3 separate regions of the Mus musculus genome follow, and all the other regions are linked to region 3. The links are chromatin contacts, called in public promoter capture Hi-C maps. All regions are on one chromosome and are shown on one strand. The core of a region is the stretch at or near the end of the contact, and the rest is flanking DNA. Distances in the headings are between cores, read along the strand shown.

Region 1 (3,642 bases), core at 225-2,724, 110 kb after region 3:
GCCCACGCAGCTGCCCGGACAAGTCAGTGATCCTGCTTTAATTACTGCCTACAGGGGAGAGTGCAGAGGGAAGAGGATGCCCGTATCTGGGGTTCTGTGTTGTGTTTGCAAGTAAGGATGAGTGCCTGTGTTCAAGTGGGCTGCATGTGCGATGTATGAGGATTGTGGCTGTCTAGTGTATGTACATGCATCAGTGAGAACATACCGTTCTCACTCTGCAATCTTTCCTCATCAGCAGTGACTGTGCGCATCCTTTCCGAGCTGTGGCCTTTATTCTTTATTGAGCAGAATCAGGCAGAGTAAAGACATTATAAAATGCCCCTGTCCTATGCACATTTCTGAGTACTACTAGAGCAGTCTACACTCCAGCAATTCCCAATCCAGGAGTCTGTACAGCCCAGGGGACTGATGTCTTGTCTTTCCTCTCTTTTGCTAACTTCTTTGCTGTCACCTCTGGCAGAAAAAGGGCTGAGGCCACACAGAAAAGCCTAACTCCTCTCCAGAGCCAGCATAGCCCTGTCCTCCTTAGAAACAGTCCAGAGCTGGAGAGGCAGCTGAGTTTAAAGCTCTTTCTGTCCAATTTCGGAGACTTATGTTCAGATCCCGAGAACCCATGCAATAAATTGTGTTCAGAGACTCATGCCTGTAAAATCACCAGTGGTGAGATGGGAGACAGAAACAGGTAGATCCTCGAAGCTCTCGGCCAGCTAGCCTGGTCCACATGGTGAAATCCCAACACAGTAAGAAAAGGTGGAAGGCTCCTGAAGGTTGGCATCTAAGGTTGTCCTTTTATCTCCACTTTTGGGGTACTTGTGTCTACCTGCACCTTGATACACGGATGCTCGTGTGCATGGTATGCGTATACACATATACAGAATCAGGCAGCTAAGACAGCCACCTTTTCACACAGTGGTTAGATGATCAGAGTAAAAATAAACAGAACTCAGCAAGACTCACTCTTTCACTTGCTTGAAAGATCAAAGGCTGAAGAGTCTGGCTGTTGAGCATCCAAATTTGTTTTCAGGAAACCAGTCCTTTAGAGATAGCCGAGGACCTTTGCCAACATGAGATAGTAGACCTTGCCCCGTGCCTGGATGAATTTCAGATCAATACTAGGCAGTTCTGGCTGTGTGGTGACAGCTCTTCTGCTGCCCCTGAGCTTCCTGTTAACATCTTAAGGGTTAGAATGAGGTCCAGAGAGAACCCTGTGGCCTCCACTGCTCATTTAACTACTCCAGGCCTCAGTTTCCTAACCTGTGGAATTGGACAGTAATATACCCTACAAAAAGTGGCTCGGATAAGGTGCTGTCCGTATAACTTGGGTCTGGCACAAAGTAAGGGTTAGGTTCAGTGAGATGACAGATTCCCTGGGAGCCCAAGGACTTGGCTTTGATTGTAGCTCTGTCCTAACCTGAGTGTAGGTTGTTTTTCCCCATTTGGCCTCAAGTTGTCAAGTTGTACTATAGTCCAGAGTACATAGTCTCTAACTTATGGTCATTCTAGCTCTGCCTCCGGAGTATAGGATTGCTTTGTTTTGTGGAGGACAGTGTCTCATGGTGCAGAGAGACTGACCTTAGATTTACTGTGTAGTTGAGTATAACTTTGAACTCCTGATTCTCCCCCTCCTCCCAGGCACACTGCTATACCTGGCATGTGGATTTTAATGTCCAGGCTCAGTCTCTTTAGCATTGGAAATGGACACAGGAGCAGTGGGAAGACTCCTTTAGGTCTGAGCATGTTCTAACTACACCCAAGCAAATGGCTTCTCTATGCCACTCTATCCTGGTGCATTGTGGGAGTCTTCTGTTGCAGAGGCTCAAGGGTTGGGCCAGGGCCAGGTGACATCCAGAACTATACTGATCTGGTCATAGAGGTCACTGGCAAGAGCTCAGTCTTGCCCCCCCCCCCCCCACACACACACACACACTTCACAGGTGCCTCTGACTTTGTTAGGACAGCCCTTTAGAATCGCCAGATCCTCAGGCACAGATGTCGGCATCTATTGGCCGGTTCAGACATGGGAGGGGTGCGGGACTCAACTCAGCAGCTGCCATCTGGCCTCCTAACTTACTTTCTCTCTCTCTCTCTCTCTCTCTCTCTCTCTCTCTCTCTCTCTCTCTCTCTCTCTCTCTCTCTCTCTCCTTATCTTGTCTCCCTGCAGCCTTTGCTAGGGAAAGCCTGTCTGTAAGTATTTCCTTCTCAATAATTCTATTGCTTGCACTCAACGCTTGCTTGTTTGCCCATTTGGTCTCCTGCCTGTTGAAGTATCTAGGAGGAAGACAGTCTGAGGTTGCCCACAGAGGAGTAGGAGATAGGAAGACAGAATTCCCAAAGTTTGTAGAGAAGAGATACAGAAAGAGATACAGGTTGGATTTCACCATGTTCAGCACACTCCAATGCCATCAAACACAGGGTGCTACTCCCCACTCCCTCTTGGGGTTCTATGCTGTGTCTTCTTCATTGGTCACAGGCAGGGCTTGACGTAATGCCAGAGTTCCCTTGTGGGGTCAGATTTTCATGTAAATGAATCTAATGCTTACTACCCCTGCTTTGTACCTCTTCCACCAGAGGAGCATCCTTTTGTTCTGAAAACAATATTTAGTCCAGAACCTAGTAGCCAAGCATGGGGACCTATTTTGATGTCATGGAGCTGTCCTGGCCTGTCAGTCCTGCCAAGGGACAGTCTGTGGAGACATCCATGTACGAACTATAGCTGGGGATCCCACTCCACTGTATCCTCAGACCTGACTGCAGCTGTGACAAGCTTGGGGCTGGCATTTGGGACTCACAGAGAATGAGATTGGCCATCCTTTGCATCTCTGGCCCCTTCAATAAGAGACTGTTTAACAAGAAAAGTCAAATGGCCTGCACACCCACACACTGGCAGGCTGTAGAGCCAGGCCTCAAACAGACCTTGTGCCCCAGAAAGCTGGTTTCTTCTCTCCTGCAAGCTTGTTGGAAAAGCCCAAGTACCAGTCTTCTGTTTTAGATTCTTGAAGGCTAAGGGGCACCATGAGTGGCTGCTGGTCTCTGGGTTAGCTCCTGCGGGCGCCCTTGCTGCCACTTCCTAAGGAGAAGGCTGGCATAAAAAGGGACAGTGTGCTCACCCTCGCGTGTCTATTGTGGACTGCTTGGGGACCAAGGGTTCTCCTTGCAGAGCCTTTGGGTTTGGAGCCTTGTGAGTTTGCATCTGTGCATTTCCTTCAGAAGGCAATTTTCCTGCTGGGAAAAGCTGTTCACATCTGCTGCCTCCACCCTACACTGTTAGATTCACCTTGGAAATGGACAAGCTGGAGAATCTAATAGTGCTTTTGGCTGGAGCACCTTTAGACTCACCACCACCACCACCACCACCACTCCTGCCCCAACTATGATTAGATTCTAATCTGGAGACCCAGCTTGTAAGCCCAACCTGAGAGTGCCACCTCATGTCCTAGACCATTAGATCTATGAAATCAACCCTGATCCTGTGACCACAATTAATCAATGATAGTTTTATGGAAACAGTACCATCTTAGTCCTATCTAGCCTGGAATTTACTGTATAGCCCAGACCTCAAATTTAGTAATCCTCTTGGCTCTCACTTCTGAGTGCTTGAGTTACAGGCACGCATATACCGATACATGTCGTTACTTGGCTTCC
Region 2 (3,565 bases), core at 1,063-3,562, 91 kb before region 3:
TTGTACCCAGCCCTGGATTCCACCCCTGACTTGGAAATGGGTCAGAATAACACACACACACACACACACACACACAGAGAGAGAGAGAGAGAGAGAGAGAGAGAGAGAGAGAGAGAACACCACCACTACCAAATGGAGACGAATAGAGCTTTGACAGTTCCTTTGTGATCAGTCGTTGAAGAAGAAAGAACTTCAATTGAGAATGCTACCATAACATTGAGCTGTAGGCAAGCCTGCAGGGGATTTTCTTAATAAGTGATCGATGTGGGAAGGGTCAGCCCATTGTTGGTGGGGACACCTCTGGACTGGTGGTCCTGGGTTCTATAAGAAAGCAAGGCTGAGCAAACCATGAGGAGCAAGCCAATAAGCAGCATGACTCCATGGCCATGATATCAATTCCTGCCTCCAGGTTCCTGCCGTTTCCTGACTTCCTTCTATCATAAATGATGATGTGGAGATGAAAGTCAAATAAGCCTCCTCCTCCCCAAGTTGCTTTTGATCATGGTGTTTTATCACAGCAATAGTAACCCTAACTCAGAAACCCAGGGTCTTGCTAGGAAGTATTGGTATGCCCTGGCCATGGGGGTGACTCTCTGGAGGGAAGTTTTGAGAAGCAAACAGCATCCCAAGGGAACCACAGAGGAAGTCATGAAATGTGACAGACGGCAGTAGCCAAAGAAACCAGAAAAACTCATGAGCACCTTTTGATGATGGAAGTAGTAAGGTTTCAAACAATGATGGCTGAAGACCTCTGCACAGGCAGGTTGCATGTGAGCAGGACTGGGCATGTGAAGGCCCATCCTAAGGCAAGTCACTTCCCACACACTTGTACTTTTTATCGAAAATCAGGGGGACCTTTAAGGGGACTGTAATGACCATGGAACACAGTACAAATGACATATAAGTACAAAGAAGAGTCATGGGTGTGATTCTGAACTTTCCCTTGTGAACAATAGGATATCTTGGTGATGGGCAGAAGTTGTGGAAGCTCTGGCTTCAATAGACACAGGATAGCACTCTGTCCTAGAGACAGCATCCTGTATGGTTCGGAGCACCGGAGAGATCCTCATTTCCCTGCCTTTAACCATCTCTATGTAGAGTTAAGGGAACCTCAGCATTTCGAGTGTTCTTTCTGTGTTTTAAAAGGTGAGACCCAGAAGGCCACGTGGCTTTCCCAGATCCCATGGCAGTGTGGTCCAGATGAGGAAAGAATGGGAAGGACACAAGAAAGGAACAACTTACCCAGAAATCGGTGGTGTTCTCTTTCATCTACACATGTGAGCTGGGGCTGAGTCCACCCCGTTTTCCCACACTTCATCTTGCAGATGCTAATAGCAGGACCTCTCTGTAGAGCCTTGTATCCCGGAATACACTCGTAGTGAACACTCTGTCCTTCCACGAAATGATAGATTCTCTTGGAATCTTCATGTTTCCAAGGAGGTGGCTCCCTGCAGTGACCTGGACGAGGAAGAGAATTTTGAAGGCAAGTTTGGGAAGACACAGCAAATGCCTCTAGGTTACTTCTTGCACCCAGAACAACTCTGGTGGCTAAAACTGGACATCGGTTCTTATTTACTTGTTTTGCTTTCACTGAACCTACAAGTGTTGATAGATTCCAGCTGTCAGAAATGTAGGCATTGTAGGAAGGCATGGAACCCAGGGATGCGCAGCTATTTCCTGAATTGGAGAGCGGCTCTTTAAGACTCAGAAAAATAAAATAAACAAACCCCACAGATGACAGGATGCTCCTGCAGCTCACCGCCCCTCTTCTCTTACTGTTACATAAGCAGTTACAATGACGGGAGAGAAGGAGACTCAAACTGTTGGGGCTGTCCGCCGGTCCCCCTGGGACCTCCAGCAAACCAGCTTACGAGGGTTTTTATCCAAGCTGGGGTGGGGTTTCTGATGAAGCAGCTGAATTTGAACTATCCTTGCTCCCAAGAGTAAGCCCAGTGAATTCATTGGTTCATTACATGATACTTGGGTGGAATCATTTCTTTAGTTTGCAGTCATTGCTCTATCTAGTGACCAGATGTTTGTTCAGGTCTCCCCAGGAAAAGTCACATGGTGGTCACTCCCACAAGGGTCGGATAGGTGATGAGGTGAGAAAGACAGAGGAAGGTGGACCGGCAGTGGGAGCGGCAGGTGCGGAGGGGATGCTTGCCGGGAGCCCAGGTGGAATGTGCTTTTCATTTGACCCATGCTGCAAAGACCCTGAGACTCTGCTGAGACACAGCAGCTGGGTGGAGCAGATGGACGGACCTCTCAGTACAGCTGCTGAACACGTGAGGAGGAACAAACAAATTGTTAGCATTCAGCCTAGGACTTGGGGGAGCTGACCAAGGACAAAGCTAATGTCTGGAGGAGGGGAGTCACTGAGAGAATCTCAGAGAAATAGATCTTTGATTAAACCACAGCTGAAGCACGACCCACATCGACCATGTCAACCCTTCTAAAGATCCCCGACACCCAGCAACTTCTCACTCACTGGAAGGAACCCAGGCTTGGCTGAACTTTGGCCGCAGAGATCGTGGCCTATTCTGAATTAATCTTGGAATTCCCTATCAATGGCCTTCCATTTAATCAGACAGAACTATATATGCTGTCGGACTCTGAATCATAAATTACTCGTAGGTTTAGAACCTTCCAGATTTTCAAAACACCTGACTACCCAAAACAATCCCCAAAAGAACCACATTCAAGCTCTCTGCCCCCACAGGAAGCTGGGTGGCCCTGACCTGAGCCATTTTCTGTTACATTGCACTTTGTGTAACAACACTGGGACTGAGTTTTAGTCTCAGAACAAATTATTTTAAGACCAGGAAACATTATAGTTGATGGAACCTGTTTGAACTTAATTTTTCTTTTCTGTAAACCCCAAACTATTACAAATTATAAAACATCCCTTACAGAGACGGAGTTTGGAGCTGAGATGAAAGGATGGACCATGTAGAGACTGCCATAGCCAGGGATCCACCCCATAATCAGCATCCAAACGCTGACACCATTGCATACACTAGCAAGATTTTATTGAAAGGACGCAGATGTAGCTGTCTCTTGTGAGACTATGCCGGGGCCCAGCAAACACAGAAGTGGATGCTCACAGTCAGCTAATGGATGGATCATAGGGCTCCCAATGGAGGAGCTAGAGAAAGTAGCCAAGGAGCTAAAGGGATCTGCAACCCTATAGGTGGAACAACATTATGAGCTAACCAGTACCCCGGAGCTCTTGACTCTAGCTGCATATATATCAAAAGATGGCCTAGTCGGCCATCACTGGAAAGAGAGGCCCATTGGACTTGCAAACTTTATATGCCCCAGTACAGGGGAATACCAGGGCCAAAAAGGGGGAGTGGGTGGGCAGGGGAGTGGGGGTGGGTAAATATGGGGGACTTTTGGTATAGCATTGGAAATGTAAATGAGTTAAATACCTAATAAAAAATGGAAAAAAAAAATATCACAAGAAAAAAAAAAAAAAAAAAAAAAAAACATCCCTCAGCTAGAAGCAACTTGTTCTCGCTCTCTCTTTCTCTCTCTCTTTCTCCCTCTCTCTCCCTCCCCCTCC
Region 3 (3,341 bases), core at 195-2,694:
CTTTCTTCAGTCACACTGTCTCAGCAGCTGCTAATGGAGACTGCATCTGTTGGTGTGGTTCCAGCACACTGTCTTAGAGGACAGTGCCCGGTCATTGACCGCGCTGCACTGGAGGGGAAGAGGGCAGGGAAAGCTTCTGGGTCTAGTCCTTCCTGCTCACCATAAAAATTGTCGCTTTGTTTGGTTTTCATTTAAACAGGAATTGGATTTTTAACTTGTACTTAAGAAAGCTCCAATACAGAATAGTTTAGCCTTTGTAGGAGTTTCCTTTGCCCTGAAATAGTTTGTTCAAAAGGATCTCTGAAAGGAACTGCAGAATATAAGTAGGTGCAGGTCTAGTGGGAGCTGAGCTTGGGTGCAAAGCCGAGTCGACGGGGACACCCTTGAGACCTTTGACACCGGGAGTAAATTGCTGCCCTCTTGAAAGCAGCAGACCAAGAATCTAATTCTATTAGTGCTCTTAACACGGGAAAAGGTTTTTCAAATGCTTTCTTTGTGGCCAGAGTGTGTCCAGTGTGTTCTGGTATCAGTGGCGTTAGCTCTAAGGATCCTCTTCCTTCCCTCACAGTGGCACAGTGGCTCATAAGATTATGCAGAAGTATGGCTTCCGGGAAGGTCAGGGACTGGGGAAACACGAGCAAGGGCTGAGTACTGCATTGTCTGTGGAGAAGACCAGCAAGCGTGGCGGCAAGATCATTGTGGGGGATGCGACAGAGAAGGGCGAGGCTCAGGGTAAGTTCACAGAGCGTGTGGGTCCTTCATTCCAGAGGGATGGTGCATCCTCCTCGGGGAGCAGTGACTGCTCCTGCTGCTGTGACATGCTTTCCACTTCTGTATTATGAAACCAAGAAGTCTCAGACTTGTCTTTATGTTTCAGAACCAAGGCAGACATGAAATATGTTTGTGGGAGCAAAATTTCCCAGCTGCTTTGATTAGGCAAAGTATCTTTAGAGCTTGATATAATGCTTAAAGATTGTGTTTGCTTTCTCCGCGCCTTCCCTGGGTCTCAGGCTTTTTTCCTTTCAGTATAGATGTGGTTCTGGTTTACTTCTGGTAACAAGTCCACTGACAATCCTGTTGGTGCACAGCCTCAGCCGCAGCCAGTCGCCTCACTGCTAGCTGCTAGTTAAAAACAGACTTATCTCAGTTTACAGTAGGATCTAAAGTCAGTGTAGCTAGTAACTAGATAATTGTCTTTGCCAGCAACCTTAAACTGGTATTCCAAGACAAAGATTATCAGTAAATATTATAAACTGTGCTCTGCCAGCCCTTCAGGAAGTGAAATGAGCAAAAGATGGTGGGTAAAAGCTAGAAACTTTCAGATAATACTATAAATGCATATAGCAAAGAGGAGCATGCTTTTACGGCAGGGCCTGGTGCATAGATGACTCTAGGACACAGTGATGAAGTTGGCATGTGATTGAATTAGTCTTGGGCTGGGACTCAGTAACACTTCCTGTTCCCTCAGTTCCATTTCCTGTTGCTGTGGTAAAATAACCTGACAAAAGCAACTATGAGAGGAAGTGTTTATTTGGCTCGATCCAAATCCAGGTTACAATCTGTTACTAAGGGGCAGTCGAGGCACCAGGAACATGAAGCAGCTAGTCACGTAGCATGTAGTTGGGAGCAGAGAGTGATGAGTGAATGCATACTAACTAGTCCTTGGTTTCCTTTTCCCATCCTTGTTTGGTCTGGGCCCCCAAACTTCAGGGTTCCTCCCATTTCAGTAAATATAACTAAGATACTGTCTCACAGGCATTCTCACAGACCTTTCTAGACCTCTAGATTTAATTATGTCTAGATTTTACATGTCTAGATTAGGAAAATTAAAACTAACGATCATAGTGTCTCATGTTTTGATACAGATGCATCCAAGAAGTCGGATTCAAATCCATTAACTGAAATTCTTAAGTGCCCTACTAAAGTGGTCTTGCTGAGGGTAAGAAGTAAAAGAAACTTGTCCTTGCTCCTATGTCACCCGTCTACCTGTCTTTACAGGCTTTCACAAAGTCCCACTGGTAGCCTATAAAATACTGAGAATATGGGCTGGAGCAATGGCTCAGTGGGAAGAGCATGCGATGCTCTTCCAGAGGACCCGAGTTTGTTTCCCAGCAACCACATGATGGTCCACAGCTGTCCATAACTCCAGTTCCCGGGGATCTACCCTCTTCTGGCCTCTTGAGGGCACCAGGCACTCAAATGGTACACAGACATACATTCAAGCAAAACGCCCATACATTTTTTTTAAAAAATACATTTTTGAAAAGATTGTTGAAAATGATACTTTTACAAATAATACCTTTGGGTAGATCCTTACAGATGGGTTTTAGGTTATCCTCTCAGTAAAATGTTACATGAGACTGCAGCGACTAATTAGTTAAAATGGTTAGACAATTCTGAAACATCCTCTTTGGTACACAGATACTGTTATAACACTTTTCAGAGCTTGCTCTCTGTTTGCAGAAATGCCAGCTCTAGTACCTTAGAGGCAGAATTTTCCATTCTGTCTTTTGGGATTAGAACATATCCCACATCTAGGATGGGACTCAGTGTTGGAGCACTTCCCAGTGTGTGCAAAGTTCTAGTTCTGGCTGAGTAGAGGGGAGAGAACATTTGCCTTTATGAAAGAAAGTGTTATTTCTGAAAGCTGCAGACATTTGTAAATTACGCCTGTGTTTGCTTCTCTGTATATAGAACATGGTTGGTGCAGGAGAGGTCGATGAAGACTTGGAAGTTGAAACCAAGGAAGAATGTGAAAAATATGGCAAAGTTGGGAAATGTGTGATATTTGAGGTACGGAGATTTTTCTCTTGCAATTGGTGGATTATAAGTCCCCCTCTACAAGTGGCGTTGATCTAGTAACATTGTCTCCCTATAAAAGCCAACACATTTCACTTAGACTGGGTGATTTGTGTTTGTTCTGCTTGTAGGACAAGGTCTCCTTTGTAGGCAGGCTGACCTTGAGCTCACGGAGATTTCCTGTCTCTGCCTCCTAAGTGCCAGGACTAAAGGCATCATCACTACTCCCAGCTGTCTGGTAGTGTTAAATGTAAAAACAAAAGTAGAGTTTATTTAGTAGTATAATGGAAACATTTTACATTTGCAAGTATTTCATGCCTCTCATGGAGCCCATTCTGTACTGAGAACATTTAAGACACCAAAAACGTGTTGCATTTTCAAGGATATGTTCAGATGAAGAGACAGCACATAACAACCAGGAAATACAAAATTAGTAGACCTAGGAGTATTGGCACTGAGATCTTGAGAATGCTGTCAGCCGAAACAAATGAAGAAGGCCTTATTACTGTCACATGTGAGCCAGGCTTTGAATAGAGTGTGGG

The links. Capture Hi-C pulls out chosen DNA fragments and counts their contacts.
Region 1: a promoter capture Hi-C map of liver shows a contact between it and region 3. The contact joins two enhancer-like sites. A contact is called at or near these places in 7 of 39 promoter capture datasets (3T3-L1-derived adipocytes, the C10 cell line, the HPC-7 cell line and 4 more), 8 of 484 Hi-C or Micro-C datasets (ECoMG myeloid progenitors, the P5424 cell line, brown adipocytes and 5 more), 1 of 115 datasets of contacts at active chromatin or transcription factors (microglia) and 3 of 9 other capture datasets (adipose tissue, liver and pancreatic islet).
Region 2: a contact with region 3 is called in a promoter capture Hi-C map of adipose tissue. The contact joins two enhancer-like sites. A contact is called at or near these places in 5 of 484 Hi-C or Micro-C datasets (B cells, bone marrow-derived macrophages, hematopoietic stem cells and 2 more) and 3 of 9 other capture datasets (adipose tissue, liver and pancreatic islet).

Annotation. Positions count from the first base shown.
Region 1 is chr2:11,476,578-11,480,219 of GRCm38.p6, reverse strand. Pfkfb3 (6-phosphofructo-2-kinase/fructose-2,6-biphosphatase 3) reads left to right here. Exons shown (of 18, transcript NM_001177753.1): 15 at 1-22; 16 at 2,162-2,184. Among named protein-coding and RNA genes, the nearest start is that of Gm52500, 24 kb to the left of the region's middle. Within about 2 kb of position 1,474, at least 6 of the 459 cell types and tissues checked have an H3K27ac peak or open chromatin away from gene starts, as enhancers often do. A contact at or near this core is called in liver, where this site is marked.
Region 2 is chr2:11,678,103-11,681,667 of GRCm38.p6, reverse strand. It overlaps Il2ra (interleukin 2 receptor, alpha chain), which reads right to left. Exons shown (of 8, transcript NM_008367.3): 4 at 1,243-1,458. Among named protein-coding and RNA genes, the nearest start is that of Gm39759, 14 kb to the left of the region's middle. Within about 2 kb of position 2,312, at least 7 of the 459 cell types and tissues checked have an H3K27ac peak or open chromatin away from gene starts, as enhancers often do. A contact at or near this core is called in adipose tissue, where this site is marked.
Region 3 is chr2:11,586,319-11,589,659 of GRCm38.p6, reverse strand. Rbm17 (RNA binding motif protein 17) reads left to right here. Exons shown (of 12, transcript NM_152824.1): 8 at 569-732; 9 at 1,866-1,939; 10 at 2,695-2,793. Among named protein-coding and RNA genes, the nearest start is that of Rbm17, 15 kb to the left of the region's middle. Within about 2 kb of position 1,444, at least 22 of the 459 cell types and tissues checked have an H3K27ac peak or open chromatin away from gene starts, as enhancers often do. A contact at or near this core is called in adipose tissue and liver, where this site is marked.